2 separate regions of the Hordeum vulgare genome follow, and region 2 is linked to region 1. Evidence: chromatin contacts called from public Hi-C data. All regions are on one chromosome and are shown on one strand. The core of a region is the stretch at or near the end of the contact, and the rest is flanking DNA. Distances in the headings are between cores, read along the strand shown. Region 1 holds the start of LOC123407735 (50S ribosomal protein L24, chloroplastic). Region 2 holds the start of LOC123411558 (protein HEAT-STRESS-ASSOCIATED 32).

The links. A called contact is a pair of places that touch in the nucleus more often than the background predicts.
Region 2: a contact with region 1 is called in a Hi-C map of leaf, with 4 times the contacts expected there. The contact joins the promoter of LOC123411558 here to the promoter of LOC123407735 in region 1. A contact is called at or near these places in 3 of 6 Hi-C or Micro-C datasets (leaf and seedling) and 1 of 1 datasets of contacts at active chromatin or transcription factors (embryo).

Annotation. Positions count from the first base shown.
Region 1 is chr7H:583,829,135-583,831,897 of MorexV3_pseudomolecules_assembly, forward strand. LOC123407735 (50S ribosomal protein L24, chloroplastic) reads left to right here and starts at 1,438. Exons shown (of 4, transcript XM_045100935.1): 1 at 1,438-1,651; 2 at 2,452-2,490; 3 at 2,569-2,763. The coding sequence starts at 1,535.
Region 2 is chr7H:584,072,176-584,074,938 of MorexV3_pseudomolecules_assembly, forward strand. It overlaps LOC123411558 (protein HEAT-STRESS-ASSOCIATED 32), which reads left to right and starts at 1,394. Exons shown (of 5, transcript XM_045104524.1): 1 at 1,394-1,683; 2 at 2,493-2,684. The coding sequence starts at 1,537.

The sequences.
Region 1 (2,763 bases), core at 188-2,687:
AGTGAACTCCTTGACACGTCCTGTTGTGAAGTGGCATGAGTGAAGCAAAGGAAACCTTTGCTTGCGCGCAAGCATCTCAGGCTCCAGGATTCATGGATCATGACTGCACGGATAAGCCCGAGCGCGTTCGGAATGTACTCCGGTCTGGGAATTGTGCCAAGTTCTTACTACATAGAACTACCAGCATGGAGGGGAGGGAAGGGAAGGCCACATTATTAGCAAGATGATGCCCTCTTTTTCCCTTATTACTACTAAATAAAGTAGCGTCCTGATCCCCTCAAGATATTAAAGATAGTTTATCATTGCCATGGTGCCAAGTGATAGGTACAGCGATTATTATCGGATAAAATAGGCGACCAATTGTTATCCATTTGGTTTGGCAGCGCCGTATGCAAGCCGACTAAACAAGTAGCCACAACATGAGCCAAAGTCAGCACCAGTTTCGGGAATGGACGAAGCAGCGAGGCAAGAATCTAGGGAAAGATTGGGCACTCGACAAATTCAGCTCTATTCGTAGTCGCACTCACGCTTATCCCGTGGGAAACACAACGGCTTGCTTGCACGGCAGGAACAATTGAGGATAAACAGTTTAGCATCTTGGATGGTAGTTGCAGGAAAGGGATAGGATCGATCCGGCGATGGCGATGCATGCGGTGGAACGAGCGCTTGCCCAACCGCCCGAGAAGGCAGCGCGGCGCAACTACCCGCGCTCGCGTCGGCTGTAATCCGGCGATAATGGCCGGATATGCAAATGCAACGTGGTGTCCATGATTCACCTTTGTTGAAAAATAATGCAGAGAAACGCGGCCGTTGGGTTGGGGAACAGGTCTGGACTGGGAATCTTGGGTGAGAGGGCCGAATATATCAGCGGACAGCGGTGGCGCGTCGCCCTCCTCCTCCTCCCCCTCTAGTCCTTTCCGAAGATTGGGAAGGGCCGGCGCGAGGCTGATCCATCCACGTCGTCGCCCACCGCCACCGCCCAAGCAAAAAAATATGGACAATCACCGTGCCGCGATTGCTACGCCCCGCTGAAAAGAGGGCAGCTTTTTGCCGGCAATCCGTAGAAAAATGGAGAGGGAGAGGATGAGGGGTGGGTTTTGCTGCTTGCCTCGGCGGCAACCGTCGCTTGGCTTGCTCGCGTCGGCGGGCGGAGGGCCAGCGGGGCTCCCCGGGAGTCCGGGGGAAGCAAGAAACTGCCATGCGGAGCGTGGCGCGTGGCGCCGCGAGGGGGAGGAGGAGGAGGAGGGGAGCCCGCGCGTCCCCCTCGTGACGCCGACGCCGACGGCTGGCTGACGCCGCGGGGAAGACGACGAGCGGACGGTGGGCCGGGCTGCGCGGCATCCGTACCTTATGAGCCCATCCGAGCCTTAGCTTAGGCCCGGCCCGTTGAGCACCGAAGCCCATCTATAAACTGGGCAAGAGGGAGGGAGGCGCCTCCGTTATCCTGTCCGGGAACGCAGAGGAGCTTCCTTCGTTATCCGCTGCCCCCCTGCTTTCTCTCCGCGGCCTGAGCGAGTGAGGACCGGCGGCGACGATGGCCGGCATGGCGGCGCTGCAGGGCGCCATGGGGGCGCTCTCCGTCTCGGCCGCGAGCACCAGCGCCTTCTGGGGCAACCCGCTCGCCGCCACCTTCTCCTCCGCGCCGTCTGGGGTAACTAATCCGTGCCGCCTTCTCTCCGTCCTGTATTCCCCTCTCCCCGCCGCCGGAGATGCCACCCCGCATTGGGGTTTGTTAGAGCTCCAGAGGTCGATGCGGATGTAGTGTGCCGACGGTACTCAGACCATGTCTCGGCAGGCTTGTACCCGCGCTTCATGTTCATTTCTGCTGTTGTATTCTCTTGTCAGGCATAGTGAGACCGGGGACTGGGTTTTGTTCTAACCTTCTGGCTGTTGGAAACATACCATCGCATATGACTTGCCAGCAAAAAAAGTTCCCACTCTATCAATCACAAAATGACGGGTACATGGAAAATAACAGCTAGCTTAATTCACTGTTGGAATCCCTTTGTTGAAACTAACTTGTAAGCATAGCATCGGTTATACTTCTTGACCCAAAATGGCACTGATTGTGCTGAACACATGTTGTTGTTGTTGCCTCTTGAAAATAGCCTACTTTACCCTCTTCATTGGACAATTTCGTCCATGGCTAATTCCTAGTAACAAATAAGAAAAGGAGGGCATAATCCTACTGAATTCTGAGACCATCTAATTGCTGCTAAGTGAAGTGATACTGACAAAGCTTTGGTAGTTACGTGATAACTCATGCTAACATATTAAAACAAGAAAAGAAGAAAAAATCTTATGCTAGAAAGTAAGGTATGTGTCATGATCTCTGTGTGCGTCTGCGACATAACTGATAAATGTGTCCTTTCGCATTTTCTTTGAAGTGAATCAATATGTTTCATTTTTCGTATGAAACTTTAACAAGCTGTACATAAATTTGTTATGCAGGTCAGATTCATGGCCAAGACAAGCCCAATTGAAATGCGGGTAAGTACCAATCTGGGTTCAACATCTCTCACTTTGTTAGCTATAGTTACTGTTAAATCACCCACTTCTCTACTGCAGCTTAAGCGATGGGAACGGAAGAAGTGCAAGCCAAACAGTCTTCCTATGCTGCACAAGATGCATGTTAGGGTCGGCGACACAGTGCAAGTCATTGCAGGTCGTGAAAAAGGTAAAGTTGGGGAAGTCGTACGGCTTTACAAGCACAACAGCACTGTGATAGTGAAGGACCTGAACTTGAAGTCCAAGCACAAGAAA
Region 2 (2,763 bases), core at 144-2,643, 240 kb after region 1:
CATTTATATACAGGGAATAAAAATTCTTGTGTTAGGCCGTGTGGCTTTTGTTTTACGCAACTTTTTTTTTTCAGAAACATCGGCACTTTATTAATCAATCAACAAGGCTAGATAGAGTCTCCTGGATACACTCCGGAGTAAAAGGAAAAACAGAGACAATTACAGTTCATACACGACTTAGCTAAGTTATGGGCTAAAACATTAGACCGCTGACGAGTATGCTTGAATCGAACAGAGGAGATGTGCGACGCGCCATCCTCAATGTCCGCTACTATAGCACCCACCAACGAACGGCCACAAACACGAGAATTAACCCTCTGCACCAGAGAAAGGCAATCGGCCACTACAGCACCCACCAACGAACGGCCACGAACACGAGAATTAACCCTCTGCACCAGAGAAAGGCAATCGGCCACTACAACACCCACCAACGAACGGCCACGAACACGAGAATTAACCCTCTGCACCAGAGAAAGACAATCGGCCACTACAGCATCCACCAACGAACGGCCACGAACACGAGAATTAAACCTCTGCACCAGAGAAAGGCAATGGGAGGCAAAGATCACCGAGTCGCATCCTTCCTCACGTGTTAGGTAAACAGCCCATCGAAGAGCACCTTGAGTTTGTCAGAAGTGCCGGGCACGGTCTGCAGGGTCGGAAACCGACAATGCTTGGGACTGAAACACCACAGGCTCTCTGGTGTCAGCGGTTGAAACTAAGGTGAGCCTTGTGATTTCTATTCTGCGCAACCTTGCCTACCCTGCAAGGCAAGACGTGACAAGGACACAAAACCTTTAAAACATATAAGGATCTTTTTTTTTTTCCAGAAAAGGAAGCTTTTTTTTGGAGAAATTTCAGAAAAGGAAGCTGGGAATGCACTTGGAGAATAGAAGGGTACTTTCGTTTCTGGTGGTCTTTTTCTAAAAAAGGATCCCGGTAAATTTCGAATGTTTGGATTTTAAACATGGCAACGTGAACATATTTCACGGCAACTCTAGTTGACATGAGGTGACTTTGAGCTTGGCAAGTTTAGTAGTTAAACATGTCAATTTCCTCCCAATTCATATTTTGTGAGAAAGTTACCATGTTTACCAACTAAATTTGCCGTAAAAACCGTTCGTGATCTGATTGTTTTTTTACTTCAACTATTTTTTTTTATTTGAGATGACTTAGAGCTTGGCTAGGCTGGGCTATTTCCGAGCACATTTGTTTTCTGAGCTTCGAGCTGGGCTTTTTCCGAGAACATAAATGGCCCGTTCGAACATGAGCGATAAGTCGGGCTGGCCCAACAACACATCTCACACTGCAGACTGGAAACTTGTAGACCCACCGGCCGGGCCCATCCGTTTCTCTAGAAAGCCCTCAAAAAAATAAAAATAAAAACAGTGTCTCTCTCTAGAAGCAGCGGCAAGCTTCCACCTCCTTCTCCGCTCTTCCCCCGTCCGTCCTGCCTGCTCATTATCGGTCCACCGATCGCTCAGCAGAAGAGAGAGGAGAGGAGAGGAGAGAAGAGAGAGGAGGAGCACGACGAGGATGAGGGGGTGGAGAGAGGAGGTGGTGGCGCTGTCGCTGGAGGCGCGCGGCCCCGGCGACGACCGGCCGGAGAAGCCGCGCCGCTACGGGGTCACGGAGATGAGGAGCCCCTGCTACTCCTTCCGCCCCGCCCACCACGCGCTCCAGGTAAACCCCAACCCCCATTTCATGCTAGCGCTGCCTACGCTGCACGCGTTTGCCCGTCCGTCGCTGCCCGCGGCCGCGACGCGTGGATTTGATTCCTTCCACCGGGCTCCGCGTGCACGCGTCTCGTTCGGAACCAGCAGCTTGCTGCTACCAAATACAGGTCGATGCCCCGTCTGGGGCCTGAACTAGCGGTGCGATTACTTCTGCGGTGCGTAGAATTAGCGGACGCGTGTCGGCGAGTTGGTGTGTGAGACGACCACGGGTTCGATCTACAGATCATTTTTAGGGGTTTCCAGTTTATTCAGTCAACTTAGGTTGCACGGTTGCTGCTCGTTGGTAATTTGGTGCAGACTCGTATGTTCTGCCACTCAGATCCGCCAGTGTCTAAGTCTGTTTGGTGTGAGTGTGATTGGGATGCAGAAGATGGATAAGATAAATTCCACCCGCAAACGGGATGTAAATATGTGATGGTGAAATGAGCAGACATTGTTCTAGTATTTTGTGCACAATTTCCTCATGTCTTCATCACGGCCTCTTTGCAGGTTAAGTTTACTTCAGACTCCATGTTGTACCCTTTTGAATGAAATGAAATGATGCACACATTCTTAAAATGAAAGATGAACCATACTACTGAATTTCGCAGAAGCTCTCAAGATACAGAGATAATTATATCAGAACAAAGACCCGTAGCTCCTTTCTGGGTTCCCACTTTACTAAATTGCTGTGCTTGTTAATTATAATGCTGCTTCTTTTTCAATATCTAGACATTCCTGATAGCAGACTCTCAAGCCTGCCATATTTTATTTCAGGAAATATTGGATTCCCTCGGTCCTTTTGTTGATGGCCTGAAGTTCTCCGGTGGATCTCATAGTTTGATGGGAAAGGAACTGATCAGAGAGATCACTGATTTAGCGCACAAGCATGACATGTATGTGAGCACTGGTGATTGGGCAGAGCATCTTCTGCGCCAAGGACCCTCTTCTTTCAAGCAATATGTAGAGGTCTGTAGATATCTGCCTGTCCTGGTTGTATGCTATATGCGCACAGACGTGTCTGAACTCTGAAGCCAGATACATGACA